Regions from separate parts of the Mus musculus genome. Here regions 2, 3 and 4 are each linked to region 1. The links are chromatin contacts, called in public Hi-C and HiChIP or PLAC-seq maps. All regions are on one chromosome and are shown on one strand. The core of a region is the stretch at or near the end of the contact, and the rest is flanking DNA. Distances in the headings are between cores, read along the strand shown.

Region 1 (3,321 bases), core at 261-2,760:
TATTGATAGAAGTATAAGTCAGTCTGTCTCTGGCTTTTCCTACTGCCTCTGTGCCCTGCTCTTTCATCCACTGTCAAGATTTTCTAAGGAAACACTGCAATCATCACCACTTCTTGGGCTGCAAGAGCGAGCCTCTGTCACCCCTTCAGCATGGCACAACCACTAAGGAGCCAAGTCCCCTGCCTGACTTGGATTGAGAACTTTTACAAGTGTCCCAACACAGGTGCCAGTTGAAGTCACTTTCATGTTGTCAGAGGAGGGTTCTCTGCGGGCCTGCTCTGCTGATTCTTAAAATGACTCCCTTGAAAAATAGGCAGGGAAGCCAATAGCCAGCCTGGAAGCAACTTTCCCTGTGGCTTTTGCTTCAGTTCCTATCTTCAGGTTCTCACCCTGCCTTCCCTTACTGATGCACATAACCTAGAATTGTAAAATGAAACAAACCCTTGCCTCTCCAGCTCCCACAAAAGTGACTCCCTTGACCTCCCTGGCCCTCCAATCCCCTTGGGAACTCACAGTTCTTCTTTTCAGAGGTGCTATGAAAGACAAAACCTGTCCTCCTATGTAAAACACCTAATCTGATTTCGAAGAACTTAATACTACTACATATCAAAAGCAGGTTCAGAAACAGACTTGAGTCTGCTGAAGTTGTAGTTATAGCTTTCACCTCTGGATTGTATGTCTTCATCTTTACAGTGGGAATAATGTATATCATATATGGTTCTGACGTTCATGTGGTAATTAACAATTTATAAAGTAAAATGATAATTAAGTAGTCACAGCCATCCACTAATATGTCTCTTTTGTCTATGAGGAGATTAGCCAGTGCTCAAATCAGCTATTGGGGCCACTTGGCTGCCTTTCTCGCCTCTTCCTCCTAGAGACCTAATCTTTCATGGAACAGGAAACACATATGCAGTGTCTTTAAAGTTTTATTTCTCGGAAGATTTTTCCCCCTTTTAGAAATAGGTGGGAGCTCTTAACATGGGCAGTTTCTCACCTACTTTATCTCATTAATTTAGAAAAAAAAAAAACTCTCACGGTTATAGTTCTGAAGGGGAAGAAAAAGGAGAGTGAGTGACGGAGCAACTTGTCCAAGGTCACACAAATACTCTTCCTAATGAAATTGACTGCTGCTCTCCTTGGCTGAAACGTGGGGGAGATACTGGGTTCAAAATCCAGCCAAAACCATTAGAGCGCGAACAAGTCCAATCAGAGCTAGTACTGTTCTGTTTCCCAACTTCTTCACGCCCCCAACGCAAATTTTCGGTATGGTCTAGTCTGCTGTTGCCTGCCAACAGACCTGTTGGTCTGGATTGATTACAGAGATGAGATGGCTGTGCCCAAAATCCTGCCTTGCTTAGGAAAGGATCTCCAGCCTTCTCACCAACGTGCTAGTTGGAACTCGACTGTAGGTGGCGCCCTGCTTCGCTTAGGGGAACTTGAAGGATGAGGACCCGGGTCACCAGCTGCCTTCTCTTAAAGGAAAAAAGTCTTTTTCGCCCGGGACTTCTCTCCCGCTCCCCTGGTGTGGGCGGAGCGGAGCGGTTGCGGTTAAGCAGCACTTCTCAAGAAGTAGAGCCTAGTGACCGACCTCTGAGCGCTTCCTGCCCAGCGTGGCGCTCCTGAGCCGTGCTTGAACCCCAATCCTCCCGCGGCCCAGGCCGTCCTCACCCTTCTACCCCTTCCCCTAAAGTCAGTAATGAGATTAAAGGGCTGAGGACAGTGTGGTTCCTAGTGTGACCCTGTGATTGAGAGGAGGGGGAGAGTCAACTTTACAAAGCTCTAAAAGGCCAAACCTCAAAAGACTTGCAAGAGAAAGCAGCAGGGTGCACCTGCATGGCCTGTTTAGGAACAAGGACCGCCTCCTCAGGACCCGGTATCGGCGCCCTGTGCGGTCTCTTCGTGCTCTTTCTTCCCTCTGGCTCCGGCCTGACCCTGAGCTTTTTCGTTGCAAAGTTGGGTTCCCATATTCGAACCCCATCTTGCACACGTTGGGGTGTACGCGATGGAGCTGGGTGTTGGGGAGTGATCACACCACAGCTGATCTGGGAGCACTTCGGGAGGCGAAGCGGAGCAGGGAAGGAAAGAGTGGAGTCAGTCCTACAGTGGCTGAGCGCTGAGTGACCGGGTCATCGGGATGTCCCGTGGGGTGGGAGGACGCGTAGGGCGGCGTCAACCTCCGGCCTGGGTTGTTCTGCTGTGGCCACAGGCGGACTTGTCCTGTGCGCGGGTCCCCTCTTGAAGATCGACCGAAGTCCTTCCTACGGCAGCTGTGGAGGGAACTCTGGGGGAATGATTTGCTCCGACTGCACTTTGAGAAGAAGACTTTTTCTCTTAAGAGCTTCTGAAGTTGAACGGTGTGGTTAGGGGGAGTCGTGGGCGTCCTCTGCTCGTTACCAGCGGCCTGGGACAGGCCGGAGAATTGTTAAGTGGGTTAGCGAGGCTGGGAGGAGGAAAAGTGAAAGCGGAACTGGATAAGGGAGGAAAGCGTACAGCTACTGAAAAGAGTGTTGGAAAAAACACACTGCAAAAAGCTTATTCTTTTACTCAGTCTTTCTTTGATCGGAAAAAAGTAAAACATACCTGACTTGGATTTTTTCCCCCTACCAATTAGAACCTGTTACACTTTCCCAAGTCCATAAAAGAACTGCAGAGATAAATTTAAATAAACAATGGCAATGGGGTATGTACAGTTGTGACACTTGGTTGCAACACCATTTAGTGACAGCTTTTATCTTGAGAAAAATAGGGATGTAACTATTAATCTCTTGTGCTGCTGCAGGAGATGGGGTCCCTAAGAAGGGAATAAGCCAAATAGAAAGTGCAGTTATGGAAACAGAAAATTGAGATCCATTTTAACACTCTGGTCTTGGGATTCTAGCACTGCACTCTACCCTAGCATTAACTTAGCAGGAATATCACCCGGCCTAGTCTCTGTGTGATTCTTAAGACAAAACAAAGGGCACGCAGTGTTTTCCCTTTAAGGAGCTACAAACAATTGCTGCACGCAGTAACTCCAATAGAAGTGGTCTTCATACTCTCTGGGAGGCAGGAACTGGATTTGGCCTCTTTCTAAGGTGCAGGTGTGTGATTTTTTTCCCCCCAGAGCTGGTGGGTATAAGAGACAGAAACCACAAAGGCAGTGTGTCCTGGTGCCCTGCCCGAGCATTTAAGCAGAGAATGGTGGACATATTGAGGTTGTGCTTCCAATGCTGGCAAAGCTGAGGGATGGATGGATCCTGTCTTCTACAAACCTACACACTTTGCACTCAGCCCCCTTCCTCGGTAAACTGGATGAAAAGCACTTTTATCCCTGAAGGC
Region 2 (3,321 bases), core at 413-2,912, 200 kb after region 1:
CTGTGCTCACAGGTGGTACTTGCTACAACCTCTTTACATCATGCAGAGTTTCCAGATAACCCCACGTCAGAGGGGTACGTCTCGCTTTCCTTACCAGCCCCCAACAAGGGGCTTACACAGCAGAGATGGTGGCCTTTCCATCCTTTGTTTTCTGAATCCCACTCCTCTTTCTCTGTGACTGTACACTTTTCAGAGGCTCGCTGTTACTGGCAGTTGCCTATCATTAAGAAGCTGAAAGAGAATTGAGAGTTTAAATCTTGAGCAGTTACTGAGCTCTGCGGCTGGGCCAGGCAGAGGAAAGAACCCCCCTCAGGAGTCTGAAATCACCATCACCCAGCCTCCGTCAGCTGCATCAGGAGAGATGTGTGTACAATGAAAGATGGATCAGACGGAAAGGGATTAGTTCTAGGTCAAGGACAGGAAGATTGGCAATATGCCATCTTTTCATGAAGCTTAATTAATATAAAATATAGAAAAGTGACACCTATGGTTTTCCCTCATCACTTTTACCACATTAGCATGTTTTTTGTCATTTTCTTTCTGCCAAAAATGTACTCTTTGAAAGGGAACAGGGTTAAGATTTCAGGGATTGAATGTGTGTATAAACAACAAACTCAGGTTCTCTTCATCTTGTCCGAGTCAAAGGCACAGATACCAATATGTCGGCATTAGGATTTATTATTATTATTATTATTATTATTATTATTATTATTATTATTATTATTCTTTCTCTGGTGATTATATTGAGAGTGGACTATCTTTATCTGAGTACTGCAGCAATATAGTTGTAGATGCCATAAAAATGCGTAGATAAATGGCTACCAGTTCACTTAAGAGGTCTTCACCCAGCTTTTTATGCAAACCCTGTCTATTTTAGTTTTAAATGTATGCTCATACATTTTTTAGGAACCCAAAGAAATATCACTTTTCAAGGTTAGATTGATGTTTGAGATCCATTGAACAAACAAACAAAAAATCCCTATTTATAGAGAAAAACAGATAACCCTAATGTACTTTGTACACCATCGTTTAGATACGCTTTAAGTAATGTTCTTATCCTTGTAAAATACAGCTTTTAACCAGAGAGCTGTTGAAGAAAGCCACTAGTCTGCTATACAGGGATTGAGAACTTCCTGTATGAAAGGGCCATCCTATTTTATGTAAGTGAGTTTGTTTTTTGTTTGTTTGTTTGGGGGTGTGTGTAATTATTTCAAGTGGCCAGAAATCAAACAATAATTGTCCAAAACAGAAATACACGAAGTCTTCTGCCAGGTCCCTAAAAAGTAGAAAAAGGAGAAGAGTAAAGTATTCGTTTTGATAGTGTTTTGACAGAAGTGCTTAGGAGGGCTTCCTTTTGTATCAGTTGTGTGTGGATAGAAATTAATTTGTAATTCTGGTCATCTGGTTGGCTCCGTACTTAACAGCATCTGTGACCTTTTCCATTCGAGCAAGGGGCTGTGTCTCCTCCTCGTGGAACAGCACCAGGACCAGGACGGATAGAGAATAATTATCAAAAGATTTAGGGCACTCGGGTTTCATGTAGAGCCTTGGCTTTGCTTGAGCTTTCCTGGGATAGAATATTTGAGCTAGACGGCCTGGGGTGGTAACATTCTCCGGGTTTTGAATAAAACAGAGAATTCATGCTCCGCTCGTTCCCTGCTTGGCTAGATGCCTCTTCTTAGTGTTTGTGTCTCAGTGTTCCATGGATGCTCATGCCCGGACCCTTGTAGACCAAGCCCGAGCCTTTCCATCCCATTCAGCTCCTGGACACTCTTCTGTGGCTTGAAATTTTAAACTAGCTTTGAAAATGCCTCCTTCAGCTCTTACTGCTCGTATTTTCTGTTTCTCTAGAGGTAGGGCAATGAAATGAATATCTTACACAAAAAAAGTGAAACGAAAAGAGATGTTTGCTTCCAGGTTTTATAAAAACGTTTTGGGTTCATTATCCCTATTTTCATTAATATTGATGAATAAATATTTAATCCCATTGTCTCTTGTGTACCTCAATTAATTGACAGAAAAGATACTTTCCACTGATTTATGGAGAAGCACTCCTTATAAAGATGTCACACCTATAGGAATAATTTGAGCTAAGGTATCAGAACATTTGTTTGTATGGTTTTAAGCCAAATGTTATGTCTGGCAAAAATTCATCTGTTTTCCAGGGTGATCAAAAGGAATCTCTTTAACATAGATTTAGATATTTTCCTTAAATTTTATGTAATGAAAGGTTTAAGATTTGTCTAGAATAAAAATAATGACAGTACGACTCTCTGAAAACAGACTGAAATAGTTTTGAAATGTTTAACTTGTAATTTTTTGTGAAAAAAATAGGATCTTAGAAAAAGAAGGAATTAGCTATATTTTATTTAGTTGGTCTATTATAATACTAGTTTCTGTCGTTAGAATTTAAAATATGATTTCACTATAAGTTTAGCTGCATCTCCAAGGTTTAGGCACAGGCTTGGTGTTTGTCTTTGCAGTTCATTCTGAAAGGGCTCCTCTACAGGCTTTTGATACGTTAAGACTTCTGGTTTTGTTTATTGTAACAAATAGCAATTGTCAGGATATAAGAAAGGCTCTTTTGCTAGAGTTAAATTTTTAAAAACCGTTTCTTTATGGCTTCTTATATTTTAATTGTTGACTCATCAGAATTTTTTGTTGTATTTACCAGGTTAATATTGTCTGAAAATTCTAAAGTAGACATAACCCTTTTTATGATTAAGATACCCATTGTCTGAAAGCTGGGAGTCTTTTAATATCACAGATTAATATTTCTAGGTGAAAGGTCCTTGGGAGCATCACTTCTTTGTTTAGTGTCTCTAGGAAAGACAAGAGACGCTATGGCTAGGTCCCAGAGTCAGTCACTCTTTCAGTTTGGTCATGGTTATATGTTGTAACTCTTGACGTTGGCTTCTTGCTGAGATGAAGTCAAATTAAAAATAGCTAATTCTGAACCTGTGACATCAAGGTAGAAGTTAGAATTCACATTTTACATACATAGAGATGTTCTAAATTTTTTAATTTCAAATAATTATTTCTGTCTGTTGTCTTAAATCTCTGAATTCTCTTTGAGATGTGGCACATGATTTTTTTTTCTTTTCTCCCAAACATATAAGTATGCTTGCTTCTTATTCTATAAAATTCTTTTAAAGTTCCTTCTATCTCATTCTAGAAATAAATAGAAATAATTTTCTAATTAAAAAATTATGTTTAAAAAAGAAATCAATTAAATTCTCTACATGTTTACAAGATTCTGCTTTTACTAATAAATGCTTTTGGGGTCCCCCGATGCCTCAGAACAACAGGAAAGCATTTACC
Region 3 (3,321 bases), core at 379-2,878, 150 kb before region 1:
CAAGTGACACAAGGAGCCGCCAGCATTTCTCAAAGGGAAATTTCTCCTAGTCTTCCCTTTAGATACCTCTTCTGTAACTTCCACAATAGCATTATAAAGCGCCCTTGTATATACATCAAGAAGGATTGCTTTCTCCCTTTGAAGATCAAAACCGCCAAGGTGCTCACCATCCCAAGCCCAGCTGGAATATTCTCTATCTCTGGCAACCATTACCATGTTGTGGAGAAATGTCACAGTAATTTTTTCCTAATGTCCCTAAGTCACTAGAAGAGTTCTAGCTCCATGGAGTGATGCATGTCTACAATCACAGGACTTGTGAGGTTTGAGGTAGGAGAGTCTGAATTCAAAATCAGCCTAGGTATCCTAGCCAGATCCTGTTTCAAAAAAAAAAAAGTCATTACAATTATTTTTGAAGCATCTTTGGTTATAAAAGCATCATTAGAGACCTCTGGACTTTGTAATAATAGCTAAGCACCGTGTTCAGGAAGCACACTTTGAAAAGCACTGATCCCCAATGATCTAGAGAAAGTGTCTCTACACGCTGGACCAACCAGGTTGATATTCTGAGTTTTGCTCTATCTTTGACAAGTTATTTGCAAAAGAAGGTTATCCAAGTAAAACCTCATAGTAAACAATACTAGCTTGCCGTGCTGTGGCACTTTGAAGCAGCAGAAGATCCCCACTCTGAGTCACACCGTCCCTGAGTAAAGAGGTTAAGCTGGACTACGCTGGCGTCCCCATGGTGTTCCATCCTAGTAGTCTATGGTAGCTTTATGCCAAAGAAGAACTTTCTCCAGAGATTCTGGTTAGCACATCCTCACTCTGGGAAGGGAAAACCCCAAATCCTCCAAGGTCCAAAACTCTTAGAGAGCCAACATAATTCTATACCATAAAAAAAAATCACTTTATGCATGAAAGTATTAAAACTATTGCATAAGCCACATGTTTAATGAACATAAACAAATTGTCTGTTTAGTCTAGTGCCTCATCCCAAGAAACAGAACTTGTAATGTGCACATAGTACAAAATACAAAATTTTCCAGTCTGCAGCACTTTTATTTCCAAGCATTTAGATAAGAAATATTCCACCTGTGTATCCCGTCACCTTTTTCTGTTATCCACTTAAATCCCTTACCAGACATGTTAGTCCGGTGTGATAAAGACTGCCTACTGGGGACGCTTCAAGGGGGAAAATGTTTATAACCATTTCTAACGGGATAAGGGGGGGTAGGTTGCTCATGACTGTTATTAATTATGATAACAATGAAAACTGTAGCTCCTTTTTGTTCCTTTCCATCCTTACCACGTTTAGCATTGATCTTTATCTGAAATGACAAACATTTTCTATGACAGTTTGCTTCCACCCAGAACATCTGGTATCTGGCCAGCAACTGTAAATTGATGCTCCTGCTCTAGTGTCTGACTCACTGGGAAGGGGCAGGGAGGGGGTGGCCGCAGAGACAGACGCTGCTAAGACATTTAAAATGCACACTCCCCTAATAGGAAACAGAGCAGACTGTGATAGAGGAGGGAATGAGAGGCTGTTTGAATGAGGGTGGAGGCAGGGAGGGTGGAGGGAGCGCCCTGTTACTAAAGGCTCAAGCAAGCTGAGAAGGAGAGAGCAGGAGTGGGGTTGCCTGATAAGATAGTAACAGAAAGCCATGTGATGAAAGTCTGCCTGAACAGAGTCTAGGAGCAGAGAATCACCTGACAAAGGCAACAAAGGGTGGCGGAGGGACGGACGACGCTGCAGTGGCAAAGGGCTCCTGCAGGAAGGCTTCAAAGATGATAGGAAGGCGAATGAGTTAGGAGACTATAGAGAGGGAGAGTGGGGTAGGACACCCTTCCCCTGACAGTTTCCCAGTTTTCTGATGAAGACTAACAACTTCCCCTCCTAGGATCCCCAAGGCATTGAGCCCACCAAGCTAGGAGCTTGTTGACTTCAATGTATTTAATCTCACAGGTGTATAGGCCCCAGACAGAATTTCACAGGGAAGATTGCTGTATATATTAAGGTTCTGTTATGGAAATCAGAAAGAATTCCAGCCCCATCTTTTTCCCACAGACTATAAAGCAATTAATAGAAAGGTTTCGGTACATTCATGGAGTCTTCTGGCAAGATCTTCTGGACACCTATCAGGTCCTGAGCTATGGAATGGCAGGGACCAAGGCCACATAGGAAATAAGACACAAGCCCTAACTTTAGGAATGATAGGCTGTTTCATCACAATGAAAATTCACTTCTGGCCTTTAGCTATTCATCTCTGCAAAGTTTTCTAGGTCCTGAAACAATATCTACAAGTGTCACTTACATAAAAAGAACTTCCCATCTTCATCAAAACAGTAGGCATCTGACCTAGACGGCCTTTATTAGTACTCCTATTATTGCTGGAAATAATGTATCTGGAAGGAACAACCTTTAAGTTACCCTGTGACAGAAGACATTTCTTTGTTCAGGATTGGATTCATGTAAAAACCCAAAAGCAATAATGAAAGAGAACCAGCATTATGGGAGAGATTTTAGGAAGACCATGCCCAGATTCACACAAATTCAAAAAGTATTCAAGGCAGAGATTGGGAACCCTGAGCCCTGGGTGCCAGATGGTTGACTCACTGACAAGCTCAGGAACACCATGCCCTGGGGGCTGGGCAGCTGCCATGCAGTTCCCCATCCCTGGGAGAGTGCCAGCAGGCCGTCAGCACCCTCACCGAACACACTTTTACTACGAAGGTGGGCACTGAGAATCTGTTGGTGTCTCAAGAGATTAAACTAGTCCCAAGCCTCCAGTCATTTTCACACTTCTAACCTGCTGCCCATTGGCTCCTCGGGTAGAAAGGGTTTGACTTTGTTTGTTTTGCTTTGTTTTGTTTTGTTTTGTTTTGTTTTGTTTTGTTTTGTTTTGTTTTAGAGATGGAAAGTTCTGGTTTGTGTAAGTGTGTGTGTTAAGATAGATATTCATAGATAGATGATAGATAGATAGATAGATAGATAGATAGATAGATAGATAGAAGATCATAGACAGATAAATAGAAAAATTAAAGTTACTATTTTACCCTTTGATGAGTATATAGTGCAGTGATATTAAATGCATTAATATTATTGTACAACCATCACCATCAAAATTTTTCACCTAAAAGTCTACACCTATTAAAATGCAATCCCCGCACCATGTCCCAGTACTCAATATTCCACACTCAACTTTCTGTGTGTATGTCCGATGTGCTCTGTGCCTTGTGTAAGTGCAATCATAAATATTTGTCTGCTCCTTGCTTTTTGACTCACTTAGCATCATGTTGTAGCACTTGTCAAAACTTCCATTC
Region 4 (3,321 bases), core at 462-2,961, 140 kb after region 1:
CCATGGAAACTGCACATTTGTGCATTAACCTATGTAAACAACAAGAACTGGTCATCCATCCAATTGTTGCTTCACTTATTTTGAATTACAGTGCAATTTTGTGGAGGGTGAAGTGGGGATTACACAATATAGTGATTTCCTGTTAACACCTACATTTTTTGCTGATCAAGCAAGGTCTGTTGGTATGAGAGCTTAACCTTTATTTTATTTCAAAATGTGTTTTTTATTCTTAGTTCTGCTGGTGCCTGTGGTTTCACTTTTCTCTGTGAGCCACATGTTAAAACCTGCCCTGTCGAAATGAAGGAGTCAAGCCCTGGAGAAGACATTATAGGCAAACGCTATATTGGAAAGAGCTCAAGAAACTTTTGAGCCTATCAATGATACTATAAAGGGAAATGCATGGGTGCTGACACCTTAGGTGCCCGAAGTACAGAGCAGAGGCAAAGCACAGAGGTCCACAAGAGAATTTACCCACTCCATGCTATAAAACAGAAACGCCTGTGTCCAGTGTGGATGCCTCCTTTCTCTGGGCTCTTCTGCTGGGCTGCCCAGTACATCCCACTTAGCCTTCACGATGCCCCAGATATTTTATGGAACAAGAAGGGGAATGCCTGCTCATCTGTCCATCCTTCCTCGGTTAGCCTACTGCTTTCTCTTCCTTTTGCCATCACACATGGCTTACGTTGCCTTATGCTAGCGACGTCTGGCTTCCATGGTAGTCAGTTGTGTGTGAATTCATCTCTACCAGGCTGTGTTTTCTTGAACACTGGGACCATGTTTTCTTAGTGCTTCTGACAGCTCTTTGTAACAGTGAATGCTCAATAACTGGTATTCAGACTGACTTAAAGAAAAAAAAGAGAAAGAAACAGAAGGAAAAATGTAATTTTGGTAGGATCCAGGTCTTTTAATGGTTATTGGACATTTAGAAAAATGTTTTGACCATTTACCAGGCTCCAGTTGGGCCACTTGGCAGTGAAACCTGTGTTAGGGTAGTCTTTTAAGGGTGCACACTTGCTGTGGACTGAGAATTCCCACTTCGACAAGAGAGCCCTCAGTTTTGCCCTGATGTTTTGCCCCTACCACTATATATCCTAGGAGTTGTTTGCTGACACCACACACCCACGTTTCTAAGGTGAACTGGAGTGGGGGCTCTTCTCTGTCTGGACTGCCCTAGTAATGTGCTATCTGCTTTTCTGCTGCCATCCTTGAAGAGGGTCTGATAGAGAGGAGCTCCTCATTACTCAGCTGTCTTAGGTTCTCGATTCCACAAGGGCTAAAAAGATCAAAATTAAAATTGGGTTTTGATGGGTGAACAAGGTCCAGTCGTCTGGGGGACTAGAAATTACTCAAGTTGCTTCACATCCAGTTTCTAGAAAGCAGTTCTGGAATATAGAATTTTCTATGCACAGTCTCATCCATGCATCTATTTGTAGTTAGAGTATTCGTGTAAGATAATTCTGACATATGACATAGCAGGAGGACGTTCTAGGGGAAAATAATAAGAGGTCTTTCTGTGCAATCCTGGATGGGTAAGCTTCAGGGTGTGTGGCTTCATCTTCATTCCTTAGAAGGCAAAGGAGTAAAAAGGCACTAACATCTGGTTTCATCTCTAGCTCTGAGTGTCTGTGCTATATTTGCTATAGCTCACTGTGGCCCTTGAGTTGATGTGGTTACTGAAGATAAAGAAGCTATTTGGAGACTGGACACTGACCTTGACTTTGGTAGAACAAACCCAGCTGCTTCTCTTTCTTCCCATCCATCCTGTTGCTGTGTGAACATTCTTCTGACATATGCTCAGCGATGCTGCAAACATTTAGGCCAAGCTTTTTTCTCTTTTATAATTTGCTCAGTCCATCACTTCAATGACTCTTTCCTGAGACTTACCATTCTGGCCAGGAGGGCTGTATTTTATTGGCTCAAATACTCTTTACTTTATTGACAAAGCTTAGTAGTGGTGGGCAAATACTTGGCCATATCAGTTGATTTAAATCCCAATGTAAAATATAAATGTATATTGTTGTCAATTTAACTAGGTTATAATGGCTACCCATTCTGCAGATGAGGAATTGGAAACACAGATACATGAATAAGTTTACCCAGGATCATACTGGTAGGATAAAGGTTACAGAAGTGGATTTGAGCCCAGGCATTTGCAATAGTATATTTATATGCCAAAGAATGTTAGTAAGGCCTGGACCATGTGATGGAGAGCAGGCCTTAAACTTGTCCACACATGACCCCCTTTTTACCCAAGAAAAATTTACATCATCTGGCTGTATTAGTATATCAAAAGATATATAACCAAAATTTCACTTATAATTAATTATAATTTCAACAATTCCTTGACAAATTTATGTGTGTGTGTGTGTGTGTATGTGTGTGTGTGTAATTTCACATTTACTAAAGATAAAAATCAAATCTGTATACTAGTGAGATGGAATTGCTTTTGTGTTTTTACATAAAGAACTAAATCTTACTGAGTGTGATGTAGATGCAAAACATCTTCAGTAATTTCAAGTTGATTGAGATTTTGGTTTTATGATCATCAGTGCTAAGAGTTCCGCTTTCCATAAATACACATGTTAAAAGGCAAAAGTGTGTTGAGGACCGTTTTAGAAACTGTTGGTAGTTCTCTCCTAATCCCAAGTCAAATTCATTAAATGATTTATGAAATCCAAATTTGTTTTCCACTACGTTTCTATAGGAGTGGGCAATTTGTATGCACAGTCAAAATGCTGGGATTCATAATACACGGTAGCCTTTAATCTGAGCTGCAGTGTTTCAGTGTCCCCTGATGTTGTGTGTGTGACCATGATTGCAGTGCAGAGTGGGCATGCAGTGTGATCCTTCCATGTTACACATGGTGAGCAGTGCTAGAAATGCCTCACATTTATTACGCATTTTACTTGAGGTAATTTTTGGTTATTGTGGGTTTTTTTTCTCTTTTTGACAAAGTTTTTTCGAACCCCACGTTCACTGATATAACTCCTAGTCGGGTTGCAACCCATACTTTAGGGAGCTGGTGTATAGAGTGTGTCCGTTTTTCTGAAGTCCTTTGAACAGATTTCTCTTAGAGCTGTATTTTATCATCTTGGTGTTTGTTTAAGCTTAGACATGATACTTTCTCATGGATATATTAGTCATACTGTCAAAGTGTCGTAGATTTTAGAATCAAGAATATTTGGAGCTGCTGGCCAAGAGTTTGCTACTGGATCCAATTCTTTCATTTCTAACAGTGAAAGCAGGGATAGAGAAAGCTATGAGACTAGGCAGAGCTGGCCCTGACTGAGCTGAAGAATGGCTCAGTGGGCAGAGTGCTTG

The links. Hi-C and Micro-C count contacts between places; a contact is called where the count stands out from the background. HiChIP or PLAC-seq counts read pairs in DNA pulled down with a chosen protein or histone mark.
Region 2: a contact with region 1 is called in a Hi-C map of muscle stem cells, with 2.3 times the contacts expected there. The contact joins two enhancer-like sites. A contact is called at or near these places in 1 of 15 datasets of contacts at CTCF or cohesin (pro-B cells), 7 of 484 Hi-C or Micro-C datasets (the N1E-115 cell line, Sertoli cells, embryonic fibroblasts and 3 more) and 11 of 115 datasets of contacts at active chromatin or transcription factors (bone marrow-derived macrophages, embryonic forebrain, embryonic limb bud and 7 more).
Region 3: a contact with region 1 is called in an H3K27ac HiChIP or PLAC-seq map of stem cell-derived neural progenitor cells. The contact joins two enhancer-like sites. A contact is called at or near these places in 7 of 484 Hi-C or Micro-C datasets (the HL-1 cell line, LSK cells, the N1E-115 cell line and 4 more) and 7 of 115 datasets of contacts at active chromatin or transcription factors (embryonic forebrain, forebrain, heart atrium and 3 more).
Region 4: a contact with region 1 is called in an H3K27ac HiChIP or PLAC-seq map of heart atrium, with 7 read pairs. The contact joins two enhancer-like sites. A contact is called at or near these places in 9 of 484 Hi-C or Micro-C datasets (the HL-1 cell line, bone marrow, cerebral cortex and 5 more), 5 of 115 datasets of contacts at active chromatin or transcription factors (bone marrow-derived macrophages, embryonic forebrain, heart atrium and 2 more) and 3 of 9 other capture datasets (adipose tissue, liver and pancreatic islet).

Annotation. Positions count from the first base shown.
Region 1 is chr4:97,749,736-97,753,056 of GRCm38.p6, forward strand. Gm38709 (a long non-coding RNA gene) reads right to left here. Exons shown (of 5, transcript XR_003955232.1): 5 at 912-3,321. It also overlaps a transcript of Nfia not described here. Among named protein-coding and RNA genes, the nearest start is that of Gm38709, 26 kb to the right of the region's middle. Within about 2 kb of position 1,511, at least 334 of the 459 cell types and tissues checked have an H3K27ac peak or open chromatin away from gene starts, as enhancers often do. A contact at or near this core is called in the N1E-115 cell line, embryonic forebrain, heart atrium and 3 more, where this site is marked.
Region 2 is chr4:97,952,484-97,955,804 of GRCm38.p6, forward strand. All of the region lies in intron 2 of Nfia (nuclear factor I/A), which reads left to right. Among named protein-coding and RNA genes, the nearest start is that of Gm40208, 16 kb to the left of the region's middle. Within about 2 kb of position 1,663, at least 14 of the 459 cell types and tissues checked have an H3K27ac peak or open chromatin away from gene starts, as enhancers often do. A contact at or near this core is called in muscle stem cells, where this site is marked.
Region 3 is chr4:97,600,108-97,603,428 of GRCm38.p6, forward strand. It overlaps a transcript of Nfia not described here. Among named protein-coding and RNA genes, the nearest start is that of E130114P18Rik, 17 kb to the left of the region's middle. Within about 2 kb of position 1,629, at least 68 of the 459 cell types and tissues checked have an H3K27ac peak or open chromatin away from gene starts, as enhancers often do. A contact at or near this core is called in the N1E-115 cell line, embryonic forebrain, heart atrium and 2 more, where this site is marked.
Region 4 is chr4:97,885,715-97,889,035 of GRCm38.p6, forward strand. The region is part of intron 2 of Nfia (nuclear factor I/A); the gene reads left to right. Among named protein-coding and RNA genes, the nearest start is that of Gm19417, 18 kb to the left of the region's middle. Within about 2 kb of position 1,712, at least 6 of the 459 cell types and tissues checked have an H3K27ac peak or open chromatin away from gene starts, as enhancers often do. A contact at or near this core is called in heart atrium, where this site is marked.